Linked DNA regions of Sus scrofa: regions 2, 3 and 4 are each linked to region 1. Evidence: chromatin contacts called from public HiChIP or PLAC-seq data. All regions are on one chromosome and are shown on one strand. The core of a region is the stretch at or near the end of the contact, and the rest is flanking DNA. Distances in the headings are between cores, read along the strand shown. Region 1 overlaps CLASP1 (CLIP-associating protein 1). Region 2 has its middle 11 kb from the start of CLASP1. Region 3 holds the start of NIFK (nucleolar protein interacting with the FHA domain of MKI67). Region 4 overlaps NIFK (nucleolar protein interacting with the FHA domain of MKI67).

Region 1 (7,204 bases), core at 168-2,667:
TAGAGGACAGTAAGGCTAAACATAGAACTACCATACGATCCAGCAATCCCACTCCTGGGCATCTATCCAGAGACACCCATAATTCAAAAAGATTCATGCATCCTGTGTTCACTACAGAACTATTCACGATAGCCAAGACTCAGAAACAACCTACATGTCCATCAGCAGAGGAATGGATAAAGATGTGATACATACATACAATGGAGTATTACTCAGCCATAAAATAGAATGAAATAATGCCACTGGTAGCAACATGGATGGACCTAGAGATTATCGTGCTAAGTGAAGTCAGACAATGACAAACATCATTTGATATCACTTATATGTAGAATCTTTAAAAGTGATACAAATGAACTTATTTACAAAACAGAAAGAGACTCACAGGCTTTAAAAACAACTTTTGGTTAATGGAGGGGAAGTGCTGGGGGAGGGATGGACTGAGAGTTTGGGACTGGCATGTGTACAGTATTGTATGGAATGGAAGGTCAACAGGGGACCTGCTGTATAGCACAGGGAACTCGGTTCAATATTCTGTGGTAACCTCCATGGAAAAAGGACCTGAAAAAATGGATGTGTGCATATGTGTAACTGAATTGCTTTGTTGTACAGCAGAAATTATCACAATACTGTAAATCGACTGTACTTCAATAAAACTTTAAAAGTGGGGGAAAGAAAAAAAAAAAAAAACAGTGATACCAGGCAACAGGTACAAAGGGAGACTGGCTCAGGCTGAAAGGACGCAGGGTCTCCCCAGGCAGGCGTCCTTCAAGGTAGGACCTGTGCCCGATGCTGCTCCATATCCCCAAGCCACACAGGCTCTCAGTAAATGCTGGCTCAACAACTGGCATGCCCGCCCTCTGCAGCAATTCTAACCGTGGCCGAAGCCCTGGGCATATTGTTCCTAAGGGGCCGCCTTGTGGTGACCTCCAGGGCACCAGCACAGCCACCAGGCGCCCTCCTAAAGAAGCAAAAAGCTCTCGTTGATCTCTGAAATAAAGCTTCTCTCCACATGCACAGCCAACCAACACTCTGCGCTAGAGCCGTGTCCCCTGAGCTCACTGTGACCTTCCCCACTCACCCTGTCCTGGCCGAGGGCCCAGAGCCTGCAGGGCCGCCCCTCCCCTCCCCTGCCCATGTAACTCTCTGGCTCAGCCTTCGTAAGCAGGGGACCTGCACACTCTGGCTGGACATGTACAGCAACACTGGGGTCGAGATGCACAAAGAATAGATATCTAAACTTGCTGCAATTCCTTCTCTCCCACAGGGAAGGTTCTGAACAAGGGCCCTGAGCTCTGTCTCTTTTCTGAAGAGAAAACGCCCAGAAAACAGAGAGTGAAGGATTCCTACAGGGGAGTTTCTGGGAAGGTCAGAAACCAGCCTGCGGGAAGAGCCATCAGCACCAGGCTCCCGGCCTTCGCGTCTCTGTAGATTGACAGCTGGGAGTCCTATTAATGGATCTGCAGCACCCTTCTTAGATTTCACTGGTTTAATCCAAGCTACCAAATAATTCTAATGAAACCAGCCCATTAACTATTCAGGTGCCTCGGAAGCAACTGTTTCAAGGTCCTTCCACAAAGCAGGGCAGGGTGGGGAGAAACAAGAGAAATGGGGAGAAAACGAGTGGAGTCTTTGGCCAGACCTCAAAGGCCCTCGAATTTCTTGGGCCCTATTATCAGATCACACGCTAGGGTATAATTTGAGTTCTCATTGTTGTAAATGCTGGAACTACTTTATGAACAACACAGTTGCAGTGCATTGTAGCATGTTCTGTGTTGCACTATAGTCAATGTTAAAAGGACCAGTCCATCAAGTATAAACATTTAATGGAAATGACCTGGGCCTCTCTTTTTCTGAAAGGCTCTGATTGCCCGTGGAACTAGGATAGAGAACTACAAAGATATGGTTCACAAGCAGAATGCCTCAGGTGTCTGCACACAGGACATGCTTATTAGCGCAGGGAGAGTCAAAGTTCTGAAACCACAGGCACTGCAGAGCCGGTGAATTCAATTTGTTACCTCAAGGGCTTCATGTGTGCAAAGCACAAGCTCAAGTTTAACTTACTCTCTGATGCCACCACAAAGCCTGGGGAGAATATCCACGTTCCAATGCCAAGTGCTCAAACTCCTCCCAGCTCTCCCCCAATGCTCCAAGAATCCACTCGCAACCTTATCACCGCTCATCTCACTGAACTGTTCCCTGGTGACCTCCTATTCGATCCCAAGTCAGCTTAGACAGAAGTATAACTGTTTAACTTTCCAAAGGGCAGCTCAGAACACTGTAGAAGCCTGCTCAAAAACTTTAAATGCTTCCCCACAGCCTGGGGAAAAACCAGCTTGACCACCCTGGCGTGGCATTCATGCCCTCCGAGGTCCAGCCCTGCCTATCCTTCTAAGAACCACTGTGCTGGTGAAGAGTCTGGGTTCTGAACCAGTAGCTGGGTCTCAGGCCAGATGGATCGCTTCACCCACTGCAGGGGAGTCACAACAGTAACGACACAACAGCTGGGAGGATGGAGTGAAATGATCCACCGAGAAGAGCTCAGCACAGGCCTGGGGCAGCTCCTGCCTGGCAGACGGCAGCTCCAGGCATCATCCCCAGCCTCCTTCATGCCCTGAACACTGCTCCAGTGCTGCCGGGGGCCAGTCCTGTGCTCAGTGCCGCCTGGTTCCCAAGGAGAACCAAGCCGAGGCCTCCAGTGCCTGGGAGGCAGCATTGGCTTCCAAGACCAACTTGTCACAGTGGAACCTTCCAGCCCGCTCTGGTCAGCTGTGCTTCTACTGCCACTGCTCACTTTTCACCTGTTCAAATCCTGGTCTTTCAGGACCAGCCCAGCTTTTGCAGCCTCCTCCCATAGGAGGGGGTTCTGGGCCCAGGCTGTCTGTGGCACCTCTGCTAACTGGCCAGCTATACCATCCGACACAAGGTCCTCGGGCGCAAACCACGTCCACTCTGCTGGAAATCACCTGTTCAGAGACCAGAGTATAATTTTCTCTCCTCAGCAACTGGCACATCTCTTGTTCTCAAAAACAAATTTGCGAAGTGGGCAAATAAATCTGTAACCCACTCACCCTGTCATCATCCTCTGATTAAGCCAAGGAACCAAAGAGAAACCTGGATTATAAAGAGATATTAAGAAAGAAAAGAAATGCTTCAGAGGCCCATGAACACCAAGAGTTCAATATCTGGGCTAAGACCATGACAATGGCGGATCCTTAACCCTCTCGCCACCAGGGAACTCCCACAATGTCTCTTTCTTTATGTGACCACCTTTGTCTTCTTAGATGGGGCTGGAAAACTGGAAAATGAATGGATAAACTTCTAAAGACCTGCAGGCTCTTTTTAAGGCTTTTTCTTAGTATGAAATGTTCACTGAAAGCCAGGAGCGGGAGAGGCCCAGTATGGAAGGGTCTACACACTTGCCCATGATGAACAGGCTCTGAGGTTCACGGACCAAAGGCAATGGGGCAGAAGGTGGGTGGGGTGGGGGTGGGGGGTTGCTCACGAAGCCCAGCCCAAGTACTAAAGTACTGTCTCCACCCAGCAGGGTCAGAAGTCCCACATCCCTCCCTGTGCACCCCAGGGCAGTTGTGACCAAGTCACCACTAGTGACTCACACTGGGCCAGTCCAATCAGATAATCTGAGGACCCTGAGAAACCTCAAAATGCCGTTGATGCCAGGGGAGGAACAGGCTGTGTTCTAGACAGGTGAAGGCCAAATGTGAGCTCAGGCAAAGACAGCCTGGCGCTAAGCAAGTCACAGGCCCACAGGCAAGTCCACCTGGACAGAGGTTTTTCCGGGTACCTGAGAGCTGCTACCAAATGTCTGAACTTCCCCTTCAGTTCATGGAAACCTCCTAAAAGTAGCAGACATGTCTATTACAGAGAAGGTTCTGGAACTGAGCCTTCCTTCATGTCTCAGGGTCACCATTACAGACACTGTCGTTGTGCTAAACGGAAGTCCAAGAGCTCCTTTCCAGCATCCGATGAGGCCCAGCAATGCCTCCCAAGAAACCTCAGGTAACTGTCAGGTTCTGTCTTCACTTACTGCTGAGACACTGGAGGAGATCAGCTCCCTCGGCAGGTTTTGGTTTGGGCGGTGGCAGAGTTTGGAGGGACAAGGGTGACAAACGGCAGCCTTTTTAGTGTCCAGAGCTGAGGTCATATATCCTTTAAGCCAGAGGATTCTAAAATGCTGCTTCTGGGAAGGCCAGGGGCCTTCCAGAGACACAACTGTTCAACTCCTCCTCGTGTTTATTTACTCAGTAAGTACTTACGGAGCAGCCACAGTGTCCCAAGCACTATTTTAGGCAGTGGAGATTCTGTAGTAAAATAAGACAGCTCCGGGCTCTGCTGTCAGGAAACACATGTGGGAGTGGGGGACCAGGGACAGGGCGAATTTCTTGGCTGAAGGGAGAGAGCACTGGGCCAGGAGCTCAGAGAAGGAAGGCTTCCTAAAGGCTGAGGTCTGAGCTGAGAGCTGAATGACAGGATGCGGCTCACGACACCAGCCATCTGGGAGCAAGCCAAGCAGCCGCAGAAAGGCCTCTGAAGCACGTTCCAGAGACGGGAGGCCAGGGTGGCTGGAGCACAGCAAAGGGCAGCGGGGGTGGGAAGAAGGCCCAGAGAGAGAGGCGCCAGGGCACAGGGTCATTTACAGCACGGGGGAAGGTCTGCAGTTTTACTCCAAGGACAATGGGAAGACACAGGACAGGACCAGGCCGAGCAACGACAGAATCAGGGTTGTGCACACTGGAGGCGTGTCAAGGCCAATCCAGGGTGTGAACTGTGTGGACACAACAGTGCTGCACAGTGGTGAGGGGGCCGACTCTGACCTAGACGATTCTACGTGCTTGGGGTACAACTCTGAGCAAATGACTTCCCTGGCTGCCTCGTTTTCCTCCTCCGTAAAATGGAAATAAGCATGAAGGTCGCAAAGTTATTGTCTGGGTTTCAGTTTTAAGAGCAAAAGGGCAAAAAAGCTGTCCAAGTATCTAAAGGTCAGTAATGATGCAAGTGCTCGTCCCCAAGAAGCCTGAGCTCCTGTGTCGGCCTTTACTCTCTCTCCCTCTGAGAGGAAATGGACAGCTGACACTGCTTTGCTGACACAGTGAGAAGTGCCCCTCCTTCTCATGCTGGATGCCACTGCTATGGCAGGAGGAGGAGGGCACACAGACGGGACCTCCACGCTGGACACGGCCTCTCCACGCTGAAGCCAATCTTCCTGGGCTGAAGATTGGCTTCTCTAAATTTCCTTCTCTAGATGAAAATCCTGTGTGGCCGCAGTTCACATGGAGTCCCACACCCCCGACTGTACTGCAGGCAGAACCTAAGGAAGCCCTCACGGTCCCTGGGCTCCTGGCCTCGGGCCACCTGTCACCGACATACCCCGCAAAGGGGGAGGGGTGTGACTGTATCAATATTTCTTTTACAACATCAAAACCACTTTTTTGTTTTTTTGGGGTTTTTTTTGTCTTTGCTTTTTCTAGGGCTGCTCCCGCGGCATATGGAGGTTCCCAGGCTAGGGGTCTAATCGGAGCTGTTGCTGCTGGCCTACGCCAGAGCCACAGCAACACGGGATCCAAGCCATGTCTGCAACCCACACCACAGCTCACGGCAACGCTGGATCCTTAACCCACTGAGCAAGGCCAGGGATCAAACCCGCAACCTCATGGTTCCTAGTCGGATTCGTTAACCACTGAGCCATGACGGGAACTCCAAAACCACACTTTATATTTCTACATTTCCTTCCGGGTGATTTTATGTAAGCCTCATGATTTTCCTAGTTGGAATTTTCTGGCAGTGCATCACAATATAAAACCCAGTTCTTAAAATACTAACAAAGGTTAGGATGGATGCCAAGGCATTCATCCAACCAAAACTCATTTCCAGACTTATTAGATAGGAAGGAAACAAGGTCCATTCCTGGCTGATTCCCAGGTGTTCCCCACCCCCCATCCTCTGAGAAATGAGTGCCGCCCATGGGATCCAGAGGCCACAAGAATCCTCCTGCCTTGCGGGGACCACCACATCTACAGATTGGTCCCACAAGAGTCCCCCCATAAAACTATCCTGGATTAGGATACAACTACAGGAGGGGACATTGTCTTAGTGGGGTTTGGTTTTGTTTTTAATGACAAGGCAGATTAAACAAAACATACAAAGAAAAAGAAAAGGCCATCTCAAGCACAGGCCAGCAGTTGAATATGATCAAATGTCATAAGCAATGACTATCTGCAGGGTCCGTCTGTAGGCAAGGAGTTCACAGACACAAGGTCTTTTTCACCTGGAAAGCATTGGTGCATATTTGTTGAAACAAATATGCAGATGGCCACAGTGTGAGGCAAAACACGGTCTGGCAAAAATGAACTGTGGTCCAAGTGCTACAGGAGCACCAGCTACTGAACAAGTGATGTCAACTTCGAAATAGCGGCAGCGCAGGCTTTACAGATAACCACAGCATTGAAGCTGCACCTTCAACCATGTAAGGGGGTGTGACAAGGACAAGAGGCTACCACGCAGAAGACAGAGCACGTGGTAGGGGTTGGGGAGGGTACCCGCTGGGGGTGAGGGCAGGGAACACTGCATGAGGCTTCCCTGTGCAGGGAATGTGGTGGGAGAAAAGTACTAGCGGGCTTTGGAAATCACGGTCAGGGGTCCAGGCTTTCTACTGCAGGCAGTAGAGCAGCCAAGGCCTCAAGCTCACTTAGCCTGGAGGAGGAGATGGTCAGAAAGCTACTTCAACAGGCCAGGGAAGAGAAAAGCAGCCTCTGATTCCTATGTTAGTGGGAGGCCAGAATGAAATGAAAGCTGAAAGTCTGAAAAGATACTTCAGATGAGGTAAGCGGGGACATTTCCCTTACGCTTTTCCACTATTTTCAATTAGGCACATACTCCTAAATAAGGAAGGGAGGGTGTGCAAAAAGAATTATTTCGGGGGCGGGGGGAACTACTAAAACTTATTGTATGTGTTCGAGAGGAGGGCATTTGAAACATAAGAAAGTAAAAATTAATCTGAGGAGTTCCCGTCGTGGCGCAGTGGTTAACGAATCCGACTAGGAACCATGAGGTTGCGGGTTCGGTCCCTGCCCTTGCTCAGTGGGTTAACGATCCGGCGTTGCCGTGAGCTGTGGTGTACGTTGCAGACGCGGCTCGGATCCCGCGTTGCTGTGGCTCTGGCGTAGGCCGGTGGCTACAGCTCCGATTC
Region 2 (6,622 bases), core at 2,627-5,126, 76 kb after region 1:
GTAACTGCTGGCCTACACCAGAGCCACGGCAATGCTGAATCTTAGCTGCATCTGCAACCTACACTACAGCTCTCAGCAAACCAGATCCTTAACCCGCTGAGTGAAGCCAGGGATTGAACCCTCATCCTCATGGATGCTAGTAGAGTTCCTTAACCACTGAGCCAGATGGGAATTCCCATGTATTCTTTTTAAATGTTTCAAAGAATTACCAGTGAAGCTGTCTGGGCCTTAGCTTTTCTTTGTAGGTACTTTTGTTTTGTAACTTTATTACTAATTTAGTCTCTTTACTTGTTACAGATCTATTCAGATTTACTATTTCCTCTTGAGTCAATTTCAAGTTTGTGTCTTTCTAGAAATAGATCCATTTCATCTAAGTTACCTAATTTGTTGGCATTCAGTTGTTCATAAAATGCTTTGTGATCCTTTTTAATCATGTAATGGGGTATTAATGCACCTGTCTCCTTGTTTTTTTTAAGTAGATTGTTCAAACCAGGATCCAAATAACATATAATATCACTTATACATGGAGTCCAAAATATGGCACAAAACAGAGACAGATTCACAGTCATAGAGAACAGACTTGTGGTTGCCAAGGAGGAGGGAGTGGGATGGATGGGGAATTTGAGGTTGGTAGATGCAAACTATTACATTTAGCGTGGATAAGCAATGAGATCCTGCTGTATAGTACAGGGAACTATATCCAGTCTCGGGGGATAGACTGTGATAGAAAATAATATTTTAAAAAGAATATATATAAACTGAGTCATTTTGCTGTTCAGCAGAAATTGGTACAACATGGTAAATCAACTATACTTTATTAAAAAAAATTTATTTAAAAAAAATCAGGGGAGTGCCCTTCGTGGTACAATGGAAATGAATCCGACTAGGAACCATGAGATGGCATGTTCCATCCCAGGCCTCGCTCAGTGGGTTAAGGATCCAGCGTTGCCATGAGCTGTGGTGTAGGTCGAAGACATGGCTCAAATCTGGCACTGCTGTAACTGTGGCATAGACCAGCAGCTGTAGCTCCTATTAGACCCCTAGCCTGGGAACCTCCATATGCCGCAGGTGCGGCCCTACAAAAAGACAGCAAATAAATATAAAAAAAAATCAGGATCCAAACAATGCAAATACATTGCATTCTACTCTTAGATCTTTCTTAATATGTAGATGCCCCCCCATCTCATTTTTTCCTTGATACTGACTTATTGAAGAAACTCTTATTCTGTAGGTTTCCCACATTCCAGATTTTTCTAATGTATATTTCTGGGAGTCTCTAACATGTTCTTCTACCTCCTCGATACTTGCTTGTGCTGGATGCTTTTTTTTTTTTTTTTTTTTTTTTTTTTTTTTGTCTTTTTAGGGCCAAACCCACGGCATATGGAAGTTCCCAGGCTAGGGGTCAAATTACAGTTACAGCTGCTGGCCTATACCACAGCTCAGAGCAATGCCAGATCCTTAACCCACTGATCGAGGCCAGGGATTGAACCTTCATCCTCATGGATACCTATCAGGTTCGTTACCACTGAGCCATAATAGGAACTCCAGAATGCTTTATTCTGATTCAGATTTAAATTTTTCAGGAAAACCACCTCATACATTCATCAGGAGGCATATCATTTCCAATGGTCTCTTTTTGTGAAGTTGGCAGTCATTGCTGACCATTGCCTAGGCTCACTGTCGCAATTGGGTAGTCCAGCTGAAGGCCAAGTAACTAAGGCAGAGTAACTGGGCTCCCATTGATCGAGAGGACGTAGGGTGTTTTGGAAGTTCTCTTTTGATGACCAATATGCCACAGTGTCTTTAGAACCTGTTGAGTCAGGGAATGAGATCTACTACCAATTCTGCCACAAACTGGCTGGGCATCATCCCTCTCTGGGCCTCAGTTTTCCTCTCTGTATAATGGGGCCATAAGCTATGTAGGACTGCTCCAGTTTCTTGCTATTCTAACATTCTCTGATTTAACATTTCAGTAGTGGACCTAATCTCTACCAAATATCACTTGAGTGGGTTGAAAAGGATCTGCTGACATAATGTTCTTCTCTCATACCAAGCATGTTCATTTCAAAGCCAGGGTTTATGAATCATTAAATCCAGTCCTGAGAGTTCCCGTTGTGGCTCAAGCAATAACAAGCCCAACTAGTATCCCTGAGGATGGGAATTCAATCCCTGGCTTTGTTCGGTGAGTTAAAGGATCTGGCGTTGTCGTGAGCTGTGGTGTAGGTCACAGATGAGGCTCGGATCCCACATTGCTGAGGCTGTGGTGTAGGCCAGCAACTGAAACTCCAATTCGACCCCTAGCCTGGGAAACTCCATATGCCATGGGTGCAGCCCTAAAAAGAAAAAAAAAACAAATCCAGTCCTGTATATAATAAATGGGTTAAAAGCACTGGGAGAGCAGGGAGATTGTTCTGAAAGCTTTGGTTCCTGGATGCTAGTTCTGGCTCTGCTTACTCTCAGCTGGTCACATTTTTTCTCAGGAGCCAATTCACAGTGTAAAAGATTGTGCTTGGAGCCTCTAAGGCCCTACCACCTTTACGATTGTATGCCTTTTCTTGATTTTTTCCCGCAATTTTGAGGATGACATTTTTTATTAGTATCTTCAGCTCTACCTCTTGGTATCTACTTTCTGGTTATGTTTTACTTAGATTGCTAGGTGCCTAGGTATTAGCTCATGTAGGAAGTTCAGCTTGGGCATAGAAAATGTTCTGCAGGAGTTCCCGTCATGGCGCAGTAGAAACGAATCCAACTAGGAACCGTGAGGTTCCACGTTCGATCCCTGGACTCGCTCAGAGAGTTAAGGATCCGGTGTTGCCACGAGCTGTGGTGTAGGTTGCAGATGTGGCTCAGGTCTGATGTTGTTGCTGTGGCTCTGGCAGAGGCAGGCATCTGTAGCTCCAATTGGACCCCTAGCCTGGGAATCTCCATATGCCACAGGTGTGGCCCTAAATAGCAAAAAAGAAATACAGACAGAAGACTGAAAAAAAGAAAGAAAATGTTCTGCAAGCAAATACATCAAAATATTAGCAAATGCCTGCTGTATAGCACTGGGAACTATGTCTCGTCACTTGTGATGGAGCATAATAATGTGAGAAAAAAGAATCTATACATGTATGTGTAACCAGGTCCCCATGCTGTACAGTAGAAAGTTGACAGAACACTGTAAACCATCTAAAATGAAAAAAAAATTTTTTTTAAATATTAGCAAATGATTATCTCTGGGTCATAAAAATTTTTGGCAAGCATTTTTCTCCTTTTTTCTTTTTTGGCTACCCCAAGGCACATGGAGTTCCCAGGCCAGGGATCATATCTGAGCTGCTGTTGCATCCTACACCGCAGCTGCAGCAACTGCTAATCTTTTAATCCACTGTGTTGGGCCAAGAATCAAATCTTTGTCCTGGTGCTGCAGAGATGCTGCTGATCCCCTTGTGCCACAGCAGGAACTCCAGTCATTTTTTAAATGTATGACTGTATTCTTCAAACATATATTTTTGTAAATTTTAACAACTTCTTAAAGGATTTGGTAGCATGCCCTAACAAACAGAAATCACTAAAGTCTGGGTGAGAAGATTTCTTTCTCTTCCTATGACTCAGGAAATATCTTCTAATCCAGGTTAGCCTAAATACTTTAGTAATAAGTACTTACATCTAATTGGATAGCTTTACTTCATCTTCTTCAAGAATCTCAGTGAAGAAGAAAATATTTTATATCTCTAGAACTAAAATTCAAGAAGAACAGCAACAAGATAGTCTATCCACATGGGCATCACAGCCCCCATGGAACCTGGATTTGCACTGCTCAGGACACAGTAGTCCCTTTGCTAGAGAAGTGGTGTGTGTTACAGAAATGTGCAGGCAAAGGCGGGTGTGTCTTTTGCATGTGATAAAAATAGGAGATGAGAAACAAGTTTGCTAAATCACGTTGGCAACCACTCCCTGGAGTGCAATTACATTCATTACCTGACTTACAAGTAAGTATCACCCGCTGAAGATAGTATAGGTGTCTGGCGCGCCTCTCATGGGCTTCCTCACCTGGCCAGGTGTTCTGCTACTGGGGTGCCCCTCTGGAAACACTACTGTGGCTGCTGGCATAGAAGTGATAGGGTCAGGGATGCACCCCTAGCTGTCAACTCACTGCATGATCCAGACAAGCCACTTAACCTAGTCACAAGCTCCAAAGTCACTCCATCTTTAATGGAGAGGACAGTTCCAGTTTCCAGTGTTGTCACAAGTGGTGTAATTTATATTACAAAAACCTACTTCTGGGTAACAAAGGTGGCATGAAAGTCGGGTTTCTAACTGCAAGAAGCATGACAAATCCAGGAGGTTCTATGGGCAGCTCTGATGCCAAACACGTGATTGAATAGTCCTTTAAGCTTTACCTGTTGCCCAGTGTGTCTGAATCCGGATCTATTCAGGCTTTTTGCGGACCATTCCTCACCCCCTTTATAAGGATAAAAAGCAAATTCCAAAAAGCAGCCCATAATAGAGTTTAAGTTTTAGGCTTTCCTTTGGAGTTGCCATCAGTGAGGTCTCTCAAGTAACATCGGACTGTGCCAAATTACAGTGGCCCAACCTACCCATCCAAATGCAAAGAGCCAATTAGAGGCTTTCAAAATCAGGAGTTCCTGTTGTGCCTCAGCGGGTTAAGAACCTGACACAGTGACCGTGAGAATGCAGGTTTGATCCCTGGCCTTGCTCAGTGGGTTAAGGATCCAGCATTGCCGTGAGCTGTGGTGTAGTTCACAGATCCAGCTTGGATCCACCGGTGTTGCTGTAGCTGTGGTGTAGGCCAGTAGCTGCAGCTCTGTTTCAGTTCCTAGCTTGGGAATTTCCCTATGCCATGGCGACAGCCATAAAAAGAAAAAAATCATAAGCAATGAGGCCCTGGTGGAAGATAAAATGAGAAAAAAATGTATAAATATGTATGACTGGGTCACTTTACTCTACAGAAGTTGACGAAATACTGTAAATCAACTCTAGTAGAAAAAAACATTTTTAAGAAAAAAATCAAATAAAAAAATAAATTTAAAAAAATTAAAAAGTAAAATAAAATAAAAATTTTAAGAAAGAAAAAAATCAAATGAAAGGGCAATTTGCTTTCCTTTATACATCATCTGAGAGACTCTCCATAGCCAGAATTTGATGTGCCCCTGGGTGAGCATTGCTGGCAATTACTCTATAGTAATTACAACAATAGAACATAAAGGGGGCCACTTAGCAGGTGTGGGTGAGTCAAAGAAAGCTAAGGAGGGAGTTCTGGTTGTGGCTCAGCAGGTTAAGAACCAGACTAGCATCCATGAGGATGCGGGTTTGATCCCTGTCCTCAGTGGGTTAAGGATCCAGAGTTGTGTGAGCTGTAGTTTTGGTCGCAGATGCAGCTCGGTTCCCGAGTTGCTGTGGCTGTGGTGTAGGCCGGCAGCTGCAGCTCCAGTTGGACCCCTGGTCTAGGTAACTCCATGTGCTGTGGATTCGGTCCTAAAAAGTGAAAAAATTTAAAAAGTTAAAAAATTAAAAGGTACATGAGGCCCTAAGAAATCAGCAAGTTTTTTAGTTCCCTGATGCCTCAGTGAATTAATGCTCTGGCGTTGTCACTGCTACAGCTCAGGTTGCTGCTATGGCATGGGTTCAATCCCTGGTCTGGAAAATTCCACATGCAGGCAAGAAAAAGAAAAAAGTAAAAATTTTTTTTTTTTTTTTTTTTTTGTCTTTTTAGGGCCACACCCCTGGCGTATGGAAGCTCCCAGGCTAGGGGGTGAATCAGAGCTGCAACTGCCAGCCTACACCACAGCCACAGCAACGCCAGATCTGAGCCGCATCCCAGACCTACACCACAGCTCACGGCAACGATGGATCCTTAACCCACTGAGTGAGGCCAGGGATCGAATCCGAATCCTCATGGATGCTAGTCGGGTTCGTTAACCTCTGAGCCACGACGGGAACTCCCAAATTTTTAAATTAAGTGTAAGGTTCGTATTTGGCCTATTTCCTACCTAGTCTTATTTATTTAGAGTTTCCTATTCCTGAATGAAATTCTCTTTCCTTCAGGGGCTTCTAGTAACTCAAATCCTTTCTCTTCTTTTCAGACAATCTCCTTTAATTCATGCCATGTTTTTCAGTTTTCCTTATTGCTTCCTCTAATTTCGTAAATGAACAATAGCCTACATGGTATGTCTGATCACTGTGACCAAACCAATGTTCTCAAATGTATTTTGATTTTACGGATCCCCCAAATTTGCCTTTGCTCACACAAGACTTAGCTACAGAACTCCGCTAGCACAGTCTTCTCCCATGAACTTGGCTGTGCTGCCTTTCTCGACGTCACTTGCCACACTGCACTGGCATCTTGAGTCATCTGGGATCACGGACCCTCCCTGCTTTTAACTGTGTGATAGTTAACCTCCACTTGCCAGTCTGCTCTCGTCTGAATTCCAACACCAAGTAAATTCAACTGACCTTAGTTGCTTTCAACCTGTAATTCCTGACAGCAGCAGGTTGTTGCCAACTTTTGAAACTAACAGGTCTGACTAGAAGCTGACCTACCTTACACCCAATAAACTTAATATTTTATGTTTATGCAAATTCAAAGGTAAGATGATACCATTCTTATCAGTGGTTCCTC
Region 3 (6,711 bases), core at 629-3,128, 130 kb after region 1:
TAATAAGGAACATGCTCCATACACTGTCAAGGGTGATATTCTTTTGGAAAATGAAACAACTTATCTCAATCCAAAAAAAACTTACCTTTTTACTCCTGGACAGTCTCAATCTTGTAACAGTGCCAAACTGGGAGAAATATGCTCGGATCTGGGTTTCATATAGCGATGGAGGTAAGTGGCCCACATAGATTACTCCAGGAGTAAGTTTTTGTTTCTCTGGTTGCTGAAGACATCAAGACCAGGCAAATATTTTTTTAAATAAGAAACAACAACACATTGCAACAAATCCTGTGAAAACTCCCTGCTTTCAGTCTAAGACAACAGATAAGAACCTACCCTGCATCTCCACTTAGCACAACAGAATATAAAAATTAACTGTTTAATGTCCATCTCCCCACAAAGACAATTGTCAAGCAGGAGACTGTCTTCTCAGCGTCCCCATTCCAGGCCCCCAAAGTCAATGCTCAGTAAGTATACGGTGAATCAATGGTTTGAACGCATTATTCAAAATCTTCTGGCCTAAGAACTCCACATAAGTACAGTTTTGCAGATCATCGTTTAATTCGTACTCACCTAAGTCAACTATTTTAAGACGTTAGTTAACAGTACCTCCAACATACCCTTGTTTTCTATAATAAGGACTTTTAAGTTTTCCGGGAATGCATTTTATGCTAAAACCTTTGGGAAACAGAACTTTATGTCAGGGCCCCTAGTCGTAAGCAAATGAAGCCTGGCAAAAATTGTCTCTTAAGGATTCCAAAACCATGGACCTGGCAACCGAACCTCCCCAATTTGGGGATGAAACCATGTACCAGACCCTAAATCTTTGTGTTTTGAAATAAACGGCCTTTCCTTTAGTCTCCCAGGCCTCCCCTCAGTCTCAAAAGGCTGACTCGAGAGTTAATGATTAGAAAATACTGTTACAGCTAAAACCTAGTTAAAACAGTCTCCATTATGTTGTGTCCTGCCTTGGTCTGCTAACTTATTACTAATGTTTACTTTCTAATCAGAGTTATATTGCACCTAATGTTTTCTTTTATAATTGAAACACTCTTCTGACACCCCTTCCCCTTAAGCAGTCTTTATTCCAGAGAGAAGGTCAAGGGACGATAACCCTGAAGACAACCAGAAACCATCACCAAACCGACTGACTCCGGATTTGACTACTTTGAAATGATCTATGGATTAAGAATAACATAGACATCTTAATCAATAATCCTGTCTTCCGAGCTAAACCTATAAAACCCCTTGCTATCCCCTCTCAAGTCAGGACATAGCTTTGAGGCATTAGCCTGCCGTGTCCTCCTTTGCCTGGCAAAGCAATAAAACTGTTCTTTCTCTTCCTCAAAACTCCGACTCCCAAACTAGTGCCAGTGAACAGAGGCCACATTTTCCCTACAGGGGCAGAGCCAAAGAACGCTCTTTCGGATCTGGGGCTGATCTGCGGTACAAGGGGCGCTCCCATCGGCTGGCCTCCTCTTTTCCATCGTCACCCCAACACCCACCCCTTCATTTTTCGGTCCTCTCGGGAAAACCTCGGTCTCCTGGGGTCGGGGTCTCCTGGGGTCGGGGTCTCCTGGGGTCGGAGTCTCCTGGGGTCGGGGCCTCCAGGGTGACCCTGCTGAGGCACAGGCGTGGGGCTGCCGAGACGCGCTGGGCAGAAGGCCCAGGGCGCGCCAGCCGCCTCCTCTCGCGGTTGGGGCCGCGCAGGCCACTCACCTTGGTTGCGCGACGGCGAGCCAGCGCTACCTTCTTCTGGAACTTAGCATCTTCTTGCGGATTCAGGGACAAGAGCGGCCCAACCTGGGCAGCGAGAGCCGCCATTAAGCCTGCTACCGGGCTAACCAAATCCACGCGGAGCTCCCGGAAATGCGAGTCCTGTAGGGTTCCAAAGCGGAAGTGAGGGCGGGGCCTGGGCGCGACGCGGCGCGGCAGGGGGTGGGGCCTGGGCGGGGCGCGGGGAGGGTCCAGCGAGCTCCGGCGTCCCCTGCCTCAACAGCCGCTGACCTCACTCTAACACCTGCCAGCTCCCCAAAATTGCTGTGAATAGCTTGTTAGCGTTTCCTCTATGGCCCTCACATTTCAAGGGCCAGGGTTGGGATAAAAACCAACTCCAGGGAGTTCCCATTGTGCCTCAGCAGGTTAAGAACCCGACTAGCATCCATGAAGGTGTGGGTTCCACCGCTGGCCTCGCTCACTGGGATAAGGTTCTAGCATTGCCGTGAGCTGTAGTGTAGGTCACAGATGCAGCTCAGATCTGGTGTTGCTGTGGCTGTGGTGTAAGCCGGGCAGCTGCAGCTTTCATTTGACCCCTAGACAATCGACTCCAGAAATTCTCTGGTGTCTCAGCGGGTTGGCTCAGGGCAGGTAGCTGCTGCAGTTTCTATCCCTGGCCAGGGAACTTCCTCCAGTCCTGAGCGCAGTCAAAAACCAAAACCAAAAACGAAACCAACCCCAAAACAATACTCGTGCCCTTGAGGTCTTGCTAACCATTAATTCTTTTCTATTTATCTTCTTTCTTTTTGCTGTTTAGGGCTGCACCCTCAGCATAGTTCTCAGGCTACAGGTTGAATCGGAGCTGCAACTACCCGCCTACATCACAGCCATAGCAACTCCACATACCACAGCTCCTGGCAACGCAGGATCCTTAACCCAGTGAGCAACGCCAGGGATGGAACCCACATCCTCATGGATACTAGTCGGATTCGTTACCACTGAGTCACAATGGTAACTCCCCTATTTTCCTTTTTCACTTGTTTTTTGAGCTCTTATTGTGCGTCCCTCTGCTGCTGCCTTTGGGGAACTTAGAGCTTGGGGGGAGGGGCAGATAAAGGACGTCTGAGGGTGGGTCTGGTGCTATGTGAGATACTGAAGAGATTGGGGGAGAGGCATCCTGGGTGGCAAGGAGGGCCTCCGGAGGAGGTAGCTTTGAGCTGAGACCTGAAGGCATGGGGAGCAGGCATGGAGGTCTTAGGCTGGAAAGAAGGGACCAGCCATTGTGGCTGGAGCTCAGCAAGGGGTGAGGACCAAGGGTGCAGGTGGGAGCTCCAGGGCTCTGCTTGTCAAGGTTGAAAGCTTGGGTTTTATTGTAAATGCAGGGGAATGGGAGGGTTTTATGGAAGGCTGTGGTTGTTCATACCTTTCAAATAACTCCACTAGTTAGGGTGGCAGGTGGACTGAAGAAACAGGGAGTCAAGGCTACAGTAGTAGTCCATGCCAGCCAGTATGGGAGACAGAGGTGGCAGATTGCCCAATGAAAACAAATGCACTACCTAAAATTTGGGTATTACGTTTTCTCCTTCCGATTTTTCTTGTAGAGGGCAGAGGCTTCTTGGGTAGAACAATTTTTCACTGGACTGTGTGTCCCACTCTGCCTTGGCACCCTGTCTCCAGCACCTGATGTCAGCACCACCCTTCTCCCCCCAAGTCACTTAACAACCAAATGCCTCCAGACACTTCTACAGACCTGAGTGTGTGGCTGCGTGTGCTCAATGAATGTCTCTCCTTTCTTTTGCCCCCACTGACCACCCACCATGCCACCCCTCTGTGGGAACTCAATAGTGGCATGTCTTTCCTATGGGGCCACCATCACCACCTATGCACTGGAGCCCCTGGCAGGGGATGGGGTAGGTAGCATGGTGAGGGCTGATGTCAGAGCTTCAGGGTAAGGCAGGGTGTGCTGAGTATCTAGGGAGCTGGGTCTTGGGAACAGAAGACTCTGAGAGGTGGGGCTGAGGTGCCTACCCAGCCCTGCTCGCCTTCCTCCTCTTCTCCTCCTTTTCCATCCATTGTGCCTGGTCCCTGAGGGGTCATCCAACCTTCCAGCTATGAGTCAGCATGCTCAGCCCTGCCTGGCTGACCCTTGCTCAGTCACAGGGCTTTTGGGCTGAAAGGGACAATTTTAGGGGAAGTGGAGAGAAAGTGTCATTTGTTTCATTAGTCTCAATAGTGCAGCCTCAGGACATGTCACCTGACAACTAAAAATTCCGCCTGTATTCAGTTTAGGGCCACAGGACCTGAAGTTGGGAGGGAAATTTTCTTTCTCTGTCCTTCTCTGTGACTATCACCTTGGCCACATCTTGCCCTGTGCCAGGTCTAACTTCATGCACAACCCCGAATCTAGACCCTGAGTGTGGCAATGACCTTGGCAAAGCGGGGGGGGGCGGGGGGGGGGCTCCTGGAGGGATGGGGGTGGGGAGAGTGGAGAGGGGTAGCTGCTCATAGGGTTCACTGCCCTTCAAGGAAACTTGTAGAAGTGTACCACCTATAACAGAGTCTTCAGTACTATTAAATGAGTCATATTTTCACCCTTAAATGAGCCCAGAATGTCTACAGTGTTAACATTCACACTCAGGAGAGTGCAGCCAAGTGGCCAGGGGGATGGAGATGAGTTCAGTTTCTCTAGAAAGAGATTTGGCAAAATCTGTCAAGGACTTTAAAAATAGGACTTATTGGAGTTCCCACTGTGGCTCTATGGGCTAAGAACCTTACTAGTATCCATGAGCATGTAGCTTCAATCCAGTGGGTTAAGTATCTGGCATCGCCTTGACCTTTGGTGTAAGTCACAGATGTGGCTTGGATCCTGTGTTGCTGTTGCTGTGGCGAAGGCAGGGAACTTCATATGCCTCAGGTGTATCCCTAAAAAGACAAAAACAAGCCAACAAAAAAAGAAGACTGGTGGAAATTCCTGCTGTGGCACAAGAGGATCCGTGACATCTCTGCAGCGCCAGGATGCAGGTTCAGTCCCTGGTGCAGTGCAGTGGGTTAAATGATCCAGTGTTGCTGCAGGTGCAACATAGGCCAAAACTGTGCCTTGGATCTTCTCCCTGGCCCAGGAACACCATATACCTTGGGGCAGCCAAAAAAAGAAAAAAAAAAAAGGACTTATCAAAGCAATGATCTTATCATTTAAAAAATTCTAATTTTTTCTTTTTTGTTGTAGTCGACTTACAATAATTTCAAGTATACAATTTAGTAATATTTTTATAGATTATACTCCATATAATGTTGTTATACAATATTGGCTATTTCACTGTGCTGTACATTACATTCCTGTTACTTGTCTATTTTATACCTTGTGGTTTGAACCTCTTAATCTCTGACCCAATTTGCTCCTCCCCCCATTAGTCCATTACTCTGTGTCTGTGGAACTGCTGCTGCCTTGCTATATTTAATCGTTTGCTTTATTTTTTAGATTCCTCATAAAAGTGAAAACATACAAGAGTTACCATGGTGGCTCAGCATTAATGAATCTGACTACTATACATGATTTGATCCTTGGCCTCGTTCAGTGGGTTAAGGATCTGGTGTTGCCGTGAGCTGTGGCATAGGTTGCAGTCTCAGCCTGGATCTGGTGTTGTGTGACTGTGGTGTAGGCTGGCAAATGCAATTCTGATTTGACCCATAGTCTGAGAACTTCCAAATGCCATGAGTGTGCTCATTAAAAAAAAAAAAACAGTGAAAACATACAGTATTTGTCTTTCTCTGCCTGACATTTCACTAAGCATACTGCCCTCCAGGTCCATCTATGTTGTCACATTTGGTAAAATTTCATTCTTTTTTATGGCCAAGAAATAGTCCATTGTATGTATACATATATAGGCTACATTTTTGAAACTATTCATCTGTTGATGGACACATGTTGCTTCCATATATTGGCTATTGTAAATAATGCTACTCAGAACATTGACATGCGTGTATTTTTTCAAATTTGTGTTTTTCTTTTCTTTGGATACATACCCAGGAGTGGAATTCTGGATTGTATGCTACTGCCATTTTTAATTTTTGAGAAATCTCCCATAATGTTTTCCACAGTAGTTGTACTAACTTATATTCCTACTAACAGTGCAGGAGGGTTCCCTTTTTTCCACATCTTCACCAATACTTGTTATTTATTGTCTTATTGTCTTTTCTTTTTTTTTTTTGGCTGTGCCTGTTGCATGTTCCCAGGCCAGGGATCAAACCTGTACCACAGCAACAACCCTAGCTGCTTAAGAGAAAATGCCAGATCCATAACCTGCTGCATCACAACAGAACTCCTGTTTACTGTCTTTTTGAAGATAGCCATTCTTACAGGTGAGAGGTAATATCTCATTGTGCTTTAGATTTGCATTTTCCTGATGATTAGTGATATTGGCCACCAGTATTTCTAAAAGAAATGATCTTAAATCCTGATAATGGCTTACAAAGACTTTCATCACAATGCCATTCATAACAGAAAGAACTGGAGTTCCCTTGTGGCACAGTCGGTTAAGGACCTGGCATTATCACTGCAGCAGCTGAGGTCACTGCTCTGGTGCAGGTCTGATCCCTGGCCTAGGAACTTTTGTATGCCTTGGGCGCAGCCAAAAAAAAAAATAAAAAGTTAAAAAAATTAGTAATACGGCCCAAGAAATAGCAACAACAACAACAACAAAAAAGACAAAAAAAAAAAAAGAAAGGAATTCCCGTCGTGGCGCAGTGGTTAACGAATCCGACTAGGAACCATGAGGTTGCGGGTTCGATCCCTGCCCTTGCTCAGTGGGTTAACTATCCGGCGTTGCCGTGAGCTGTGGTGTAGGTTGCAGACGCGGCTCGGATCCCGCGTTGCTGTGGCTCTGGCGTAGGCCGGTGGCTACAGCTCCGATTGGACCCCTAGCCTGGGAACCTCCATATGCCGCCGGAGCGGCCCAAGAAATAGCAACAACAACAACAACAAAAAAGACAAAAAAA
Region 4 (7,268 bases), core at 521-3,020, 110 kb after region 1:
TGTCGCTGATGTGGCTGGTATCACAGTTTGTGGAATCTGAGATACCCATGGATTGGAAGACACTCCTTTTCCTTCTGTTTTTGGCCGAGCCCTTGGCTTGTAGAAGTTCCCGGGCCAGAGATGGAACCTGTGCCATAGCAGTGACAATGCCAGATCCTTAACCGGCTGTGCCACCAGGGAACTCCAACAAATATGTTTCGAATGGGTTAAAGAAACAAATTTGATGTACCAGCATTGTTTCCATCACTGGGGTGTAAATGGAGCAGTCAAAGCTCCTGCCCTTAGGAATGTGGGTGGTTGGGGTGGGCTGGGGAGACAGAGGTAAACGAGAATAAGAGGAAACAGACAACGAAAGGGAAGCAAACGGGGTCTCTCTCTTCAAGGGACCGATTGGACGACTTCCTTGGGGGCAGCACCCCACGGGGATGAGGCAGAACACTTCTCCAGGGGAAGGACACGGCTGGTGAGTTGAGTGAGGTGAGCATATGAATAGGACCAGACAGACTGACTTTTCACTTGGTACCTCTCAGAACCATTCCAATTTTGTACCTTGTGCATGTATTACCTATTTAGGCAATAACTTAAATTGAAAAACTAACAGGAAACAGTCACCAGAAAATCATAAATTATGAACCATGCCTTTTATATGGCGGAATCTCTGTTAACATCAAATCAGATAACTGGCCATGTAGAAATTTGCAAGGTAGGAAACACAATTTACACTTACTAAAAGATTTGTTTGTTGCTTTTATTAGACCAGGCATGCATCAGTAGTATTTTTATTTATTTATTTTTTCGTCTTTTGTCTTTTTAGGGCCACACCCGAGGCATATGGAGGTTCCCTGGCTAGGGGTCTAATCGGAGCTGTAGCTGCTGGCCTACACCACAGCCATGGCAATGCCAGATCTAAGCCACGTCTGTGACCTACACCACAGCTCACGGCAATGCTGGATCCTTACCCACTGAGCAGGGCCAGGGATCGAACCCACAACCTGATGGTTCCTAGTCAGATTTGTTTCTGCTGCACCACGACGGGAACTCCATCAGTAGTGTTTTCTATTCTTTTGGCCATGCCTGCAGCATGTGGAAGTTCTCTGGGCCAGGGATTGAACCTGTGCCATAGCAGTGACTGTGCCAGATCCTTAGCTTGCTCTACTACCAGGGAAGTCTTATTTTTTAAAAAAGCTAATTAGAGGAGGAGTTCCCACCGTGGTGCAATGTGATCAGTGGTGTCTTGGGAGCTCTGGGATGCAGGATTGATCCTCAGCCCAGCACAGTGGGTTAAGGATCAAGTGTTCCCACAACTGTAACTTAGGTCACAACTGTGGCTTGGATTTGATCCCAGGCACTCCACATGCCTCAAGGCAGCCAGAAAAACAAACAAACAAAAAACCAAAAAAAGCTAATTAGAGAAGTTCCCCGGTGGCCCAGTGGGTTAAGGATCTGGTGTTGTCACTGCTGTGGCTTAGGTCACTATGGATTCAATCCATGGCCAGGGAACTTCTGCATGCTCTGGATGCAGCCAAAAAGAAAAAAGTTAATTAGAGAAAATCCAAAACATTTATCATCTACCTAAGTGTTAAAGCAGAAATAGAAGAAAAACTGACACCTTCCTTCAGAAGAAAACATTGTCTGTTATTGTCTTGCATCCCTCTTGGCCAAAAACCCATCTGAGTAGTTTCTTGGAGGAATACTTAGGATCGTTTCCTTGGTTCCTCTTGCAAACGTTGTGCTCCCCCTCCACCGCCAGTGCTGCAGCGCTTCCCCCAAGAGAGCTGCCAGGGAACAGCAGCTTTACTTGGGGCACATTTGCTGCGGAAACTATGTTTGGCAAGTATCGAATGTCTGCGCTTCTTTTCCTGGGCCTCCTAGGGTTGACAGCACTTATTTATAACAGGGGAGATTCTAAACTTGGCCTCTTATCAGCACAGAAAAGTAACTTCCACATCACCGCCACAGATCCATTTCCTTCTTTCTGTCAGCACAAACAGAAGCAGAGCAGGCCGCCCAGATCCTGGGTAAGTGGGTAAGCAATTTAATTCTAAAACAGACTGCTTTCCGGAACAGGACAAATTTGTAGATCAGCATGTGAAATCTTCTGTTACTGCATCAATGGGACAGTAACTCTCCACCCAAGTGAAGCCCTAACTTCCCAAACAATTATATTTTTTGTTTCTGAGCAGAAAATGGCCAGAAATATGTCACCTACGTATCAATTGAAAAATAATCCCAAGTGTTGAGATTTACTAATTGAAACAGAAAAATGCCCCCAAACCTAAGTCCAGTGTTTCCTTTGCTTATAATTCGGACCTCATGAATAACAAATAAAACTAAATGAGCACAAACTCAACATTGTAAATCAACTGTATATCAATAAAAATTTAAAAAAAAATGAGCATAGGGAGTGGAAAGTAGGCAATACTCTGGGGGTTCTCTTGCGGTGTGGTGAGTGACCCAGCATTGTCACTGCAGTGGCTGGTGTCACTGCTGTGATGCAGGTTCAGTCCCTGGCCCTGGAATTTCCACGTGCCAAAAAAGGAAAAAGAAAATACTCTGAATATTATGAACTAAAGACTGTGATTATTTATTAATTTTAATGTTTTGGCCACACCCATAGCATGTGGAAGTTCCCAGGCCAAGGATCACACCTGTGCCACAGCAGTGACCCAAGCTGCTACACTGGATCCTTGACCCGCTGAGCCACGAAGGGAATTCACAAATTTAGTGTTGATAAATTTGATAAATAAAGCCAAGTTCTCTTGTATGAGCTTTTCTTTTTAAATCCAGTCACCAAATTCTAATATACACTGGGGAACACCAAATTAGAAAACCACTGGCCCATAATTAGTGTACAATTATCCTAAGTAGTACTTATTCATAACCACACACGATTTTATAAGTTAAAAACCTTCACGGTTCACGTCATCAGTATGTTGTATTACTGGTGATCAGAAATCCTTTGGCAAATATGTTTTTAACAATAACCGGTTACCCAAAGGACCGTTATTAAGCACCCAGTTGCTTATTTCACAGTGGCAGTTTCTGCCCTATAGTTGTGTAGAAATTGGTGCTCTGTTTATATGTGTAGTGTGTATAAAATTATGCTGCTCAGGAAGGTCTTTTTGTTTATAGGGCTGCACCTGCTGCACATGGAAGTTCCCAGGCTAGGGGTCGAATCGGACTGCAGCTGCCAGCCTGCACCACAGCCCACAGCATCTTGGGATAGGAGTCATGCCTGCAACCTACACCACAGCTCATGGCAATGCAGGTTCCTTAAGTCACTGAGGGAGGCCAGGGATCAAAACCACGTCCTCATGGATACTAGTCAGATTCGTTTCCACTGCGCCACAATGGGAGGTCCTTTTTAAAAAAAATGTTAACTTTAGGATATAAATCCCTTTTAACAATTTTGAATTTTTGCCAGTCTCAGTGAATGTCGTGAGTTGTTGATTTTCAGTGCCTGAGTTCTACTGCCACCTAGTGTTAGGCTGCCGTCATTACTTCAAAACTGAGCTCATAAGAATAGCTCATTTGCATGCAATGTCCCCGGCCTGATGTCCCAGCGCTCCTTTTCTGCCCCCATTTCAAAGTCACCAGGTCCTCTCAGCACAAGGCTTTTGCATCTTAACATTTTTTCACTGTCACTAACAGTCTAGATTTCAATCCCACCCCTGTTGGGAGGAAATCTAATGGTTGAGTCAGCTCACTTGGCTCACTGTATACTATCCCATGGCAAGTCCACTCCTTGAGTCCTCAGGACTTCAGTCTCATCAGATAGTAACAGTAGTGTCTACTTCATAGGCTGCTCTGATTAAATGAGCTAATATACTGCAAGTGCTTACAGCAATATCTGACACATGCAAATATTTAACAAATATTCATTATCATACCTTGCAAGTCCTTAATGGTAATCAAAAATAGTCTCTATTACTTTCCATTTTATGGTCAGAATGCAGAAATTGGGTTCCATGTGACAATTTGTGTGGATTGTTTTGAGGTCTATTCTGGATAAAAAGTCCTTTGCAAATATTTTTATCCAGGCTGTAGTTTTTTTCACTTAAAAAAATTATCTGTGTTATCTTGTGGCACAGCAGGTTAGGGATCTGGCATTGTCACTGCAGTGGCTCTGGGCCCCTTAACTTCCACATGCTGTGGGAATGGCCAAAAAAATTTGACTATTGGATAATCTATGAACTTTTTTTTTTTTTTTTTTTTTTTTTTTTTAGGGCCACACCCATGGCCTATGGAAGTTCCCAGGCTAGGGGCTGAATTGGAGCCATAGCTGCCGGTCAGTGCCATAGCCACATGGGATCTGAACCAAGTCTGAAAGGCCAGATCCTTAACCCACTGAATGAAATCAGGGATCACACCTGTGGCCTCATGGATACCAGCCAGGTTTGTTACTGCTAAGCCACAACAGGAACTCCTCTATGAACTCACATAAATTTTTTTTTTCAACTTTTGGTTATGGTGTGCAGCAGCATGATGTGGGATCTCAGGGACTGAACATGGGCTGCAGTGTGAAAGCCTCAAGTCTTAACCACTAGCCCACCAGGGAACTCTCCCTTTTCACTTAACAGTGTATTTCTTTAATCTTTTTTAAAAATGATTCAGTTATACCTACATATACTTTTTTCCCCATTCTCTCCCATGATTTTTTATCTACTGCACCTCAGCAGTAACTCCTTTTACTTTTAAATGGACTCTTCATGTTGCTCCCTTTTTTCAAAGCAACTGTTCTTGCTGAAAGGCTGTTTTTTAGTTTACTTATCTGGATACATTTCTTCAGTTGCTACAACATAACACAATTGCCTTGTTTTTGTCATTGGTAAATCTCTCCTTGTTTGGCTATCAAGGAAGCCATTTGGAAATGTTACAGTCTCATTCTCATTTTTTACAGGTCAAGAAATATTATGCTGAGATACTCCATTTAAAATTTTCTAATTCTTCTGGTTGTCGCTTTCCTGAGTTGGGAATACTGTGCTGAGTACTTGGTCTGGGAGTGTCAACATAAATTGTATTCTTTTGGCAAAGCTGGAGGGTCACTGCAAAATAGACACAATGCTTTGACATCTAATTTAATAACTCATACTCTACTGTGAACTTAAGTAGGATACTTGAAGCCCACTTTCTCTTCTTGTTTTGTCAGGATAGGTAACACATTGACTCAAAAATCTAAAACTGGAGTTCTCTGATAGCACAGCAGGTTAAGGATCCAGCGCTGTCACTGCTGTGGCATGGGTTCAATTCCTGGTCCAGGAACTTCCCCATGCCACAGGGGCAGCCAAAAAAAAAAAAAAAAAAAAAAAAGGCAAGCTAAAACCACATCATCTCAGAGTTCCTGTGGTGGCTCAGCAGAAACCAATCTGACTAGTATCCATGAGGATGTAGGTTTGATCCCTGACCTCGCTCAGTGGGTTAAGGATTCGGCATTGCTGTGAGCTGTGGTGTAGGTGGGATTTGACCTCTGCCTTGGGAACCTCCATATGCTGAGGGTACAGCCCTAAAAAGAAGAAAAAACAGAAAAAGTAAAACAAGCTCCCCTGTGGCACAGCAGGTTAAGGATTTGGTTTTGCACAGCTATGGCACAGGTTACAACTGTGGCACGTTGGATTTTTGGCCCATGAACTTCCACATGCAGCAGGTGTGGCAAAAAACCAAAACTAAGCCACCCATGGGTCAGACTTGGTTTTCGGATTTATACTTTTGGCCATAGGATGCCCCACGATGCAGTTAAGTTTGGGCCACATTATTTCTGCCTAAAGAAAGTGCATATTGGAGTTCCCATTGTGGTGCAGTGGTTAATGAATCTGGCTAGGAACCATGAGGTTGCAGGTTTGATCCTTGGCCTTGCTCAGTGGGTTAAGGATCCAGCATTGCCGTGAGCTGTGGTGTAGGTCACAGATCCCACATTGCTGTGGCTGTGGTGTAGGCTGGTGGCTACAGCTCCAATTAGACCCCTAGCCCGGGAACCTCCATATGCTGCGAGAGCGGCTCAAGAAATGGCAAAAAGACAAAAAAAAAAAAAAGAAAAAGTGCATATTATTTATATACATCATACTTGTGGGCTCAGGAATAGCAGCCATCAGCATCACAGCCAATGATCACATGGGGTCGGTGGCCTAGACCACCCACCTCTATCAGTCTTGGAACCAGAGCCTTTGTGGGATCACAGTGAGACTGGAATTCCTATCAGCACAGCTTAGCTTCTCACCTCAAGTGATCAGCCAGCAGGATTACAGTCTCCAGTCCTAGCCGCCTTGGACACGGCCAAAATGCTTTCCAAGTAACGTCGGCAAGAGGAAGAGGAAACATCCTGTCATATGTCACAATGACTTATTCACTTGCCACTCTACCTTAGGGCGAATACGCAGCCTGAGAAGTGTCTGGCTCCAACTGAACCTTGTCTACAGAGTACATTCCCTTTGCCTTTACAGCTTTTTGCAATGATTATGTACAAGAGCAACACATGTGCTTCCACATCAGTATTTTGATGCTTAACTTCCCATTTAAAAAGGAATGCCATGTTACATTGTTGTGGTCATTCTGATCATAGTTTTGAATGGTACCCCTTTCACCTTATTTATTTAATTTTGCAGAGAAAAAACTCCCTACAAAATTTGAAAATCAAAGCCACACCACTTGATCCTAATCTAGTCTGTGGGAAAATACTCTTTAGACATAACTTCAACTGTTTCTTGTAAAAAGCATCCTTTGCAATGATAAATGCTAAAGACAGAATTCACGCACTCCCATCTCCAGGGCACATTAGAAAGTCCCTTACACAACAAGAGATGCCGAATGGTACCAGGCCCAAGGGGGTGGCTGGGTTTGCAGGTTGGGAAGGGTAAACCAGATGGACTTCCAGATGTCCAAGTTCAGAGATAGCTCAGAAAGGGAAGCAGTTAATTGAATGATTCAACACACACAAACTGAACAGGGGCTATTCTAGAGGTGAAATAGGTTCTTTGTATATACTTAAAAAACCAATTGTTTTGCATTCTGTACCAGAACACCTAGCTAGATCTTATCACAGTAAATGTTTTACAAGTATCAGACGAAAAAACATTTGGTGGCAATGAATGTTTCCAAGGCATCTGACTTAGTTGATACAAAAACACCTTTCAAGGTCATAAGAAACTCAAAGATAGCTGAAAAGGCAAAAACGGACTATTTTACTTCAAGACACTGAAGTCCTCTAAAAAATATAGACAAAGTTTATTTGGTGGTTACTGCTTGAATCTTGAAATTTACCTCTAGATTGAGGA

The links. HiChIP or PLAC-seq counts read pairs in DNA pulled down with a chosen protein or histone mark.
Region 2: an H3K27ac HiChIP or PLAC-seq map of skeletal muscle shows a contact between it and region 1. The contact joins two enhancer-like sites. A contact is called at or near these places in 3 of 47 Hi-C or Micro-C datasets (embryonic fibroblasts, omental adipose tissue and skeletal muscle) and 1 of 2 datasets of contacts at active chromatin or transcription factors (skeletal muscle).
Region 3: an H3K27ac HiChIP or PLAC-seq map of skeletal muscle shows a contact between it and region 1. The contact joins the promoter of NIFK here to the enhancer-like site in region 1. A contact is called at or near these places in 1 of 5 promoter capture datasets (fetal liver), 6 of 47 Hi-C or Micro-C datasets (blood, epiblast stem cells, liver and 2 more) and 1 of 2 datasets of contacts at active chromatin or transcription factors (skeletal muscle).
Region 4: a contact with region 1 is called in an H3K27ac HiChIP or PLAC-seq map of skeletal muscle. The contact joins two enhancer-like sites. A contact is called at or near these places in 15 of 47 Hi-C or Micro-C datasets (alveolar macrophages, blood, embryonic fibroblasts and 7 more) and 1 of 2 datasets of contacts at active chromatin or transcription factors (skeletal muscle).

Annotation. Positions count from the first base shown.
Region 1 is chr15:29,840,869-29,848,072 of Sscrofa11.1, reverse strand. All of the region lies in intron 3 of CLASP1 (CLIP-associating protein 1), which reads right to left. Among named protein-coding and RNA genes, the nearest start is that of CLASP1, 62 kb to the right of the region's middle. Within about 2 kb of position 1,417, at least 19 of the 83 cell types and tissues checked have an H3K27ac peak or open chromatin away from gene starts, as enhancers often do. A contact at or near this core is called in fetal liver, liver and skeletal muscle, where this site is marked.
Region 2 is chr15:29,767,830-29,774,451 of Sscrofa11.1, reverse strand. No RefSeq gene overlaps it. Among named protein-coding and RNA genes, the nearest start is that of CLASP1, 11 kb to the left of the region's middle. Within about 2 kb of position 3,876, at least 1 of the 83 cell types and tissues checked has an H3K27ac peak or open chromatin away from gene starts, as enhancers often do. A contact at or near this core is called in skeletal muscle, where this site is marked.
Region 3 is chr15:29,716,117-29,722,827 of Sscrofa11.1, reverse strand. NIFK (nucleolar protein interacting with the FHA domain of MKI67) reads right to left here and starts at 1,878. Exons shown (of 7, transcript NM_001101827.1): 1 at 1,720-1,878; 2 at 86-223. The coding sequence starts at 1,824.
Region 4 is chr15:29,734,738-29,742,005 of Sscrofa11.1, reverse strand. NIFK (nucleolar protein interacting with the FHA domain of MKI67) reads right to left here. Exons shown (of 7, transcript NM_001101827.1): 7 at 7,209-7,268. Among named protein-coding and RNA genes, the nearest start is that of NIFK, 17 kb to the right of the region's middle. Within about 2 kb of position 1,770, at least 14 of the 83 cell types and tissues checked have an H3K27ac peak or open chromatin away from gene starts, as enhancers often do. A contact at or near this core is called in liver and skeletal muscle, where this site is marked.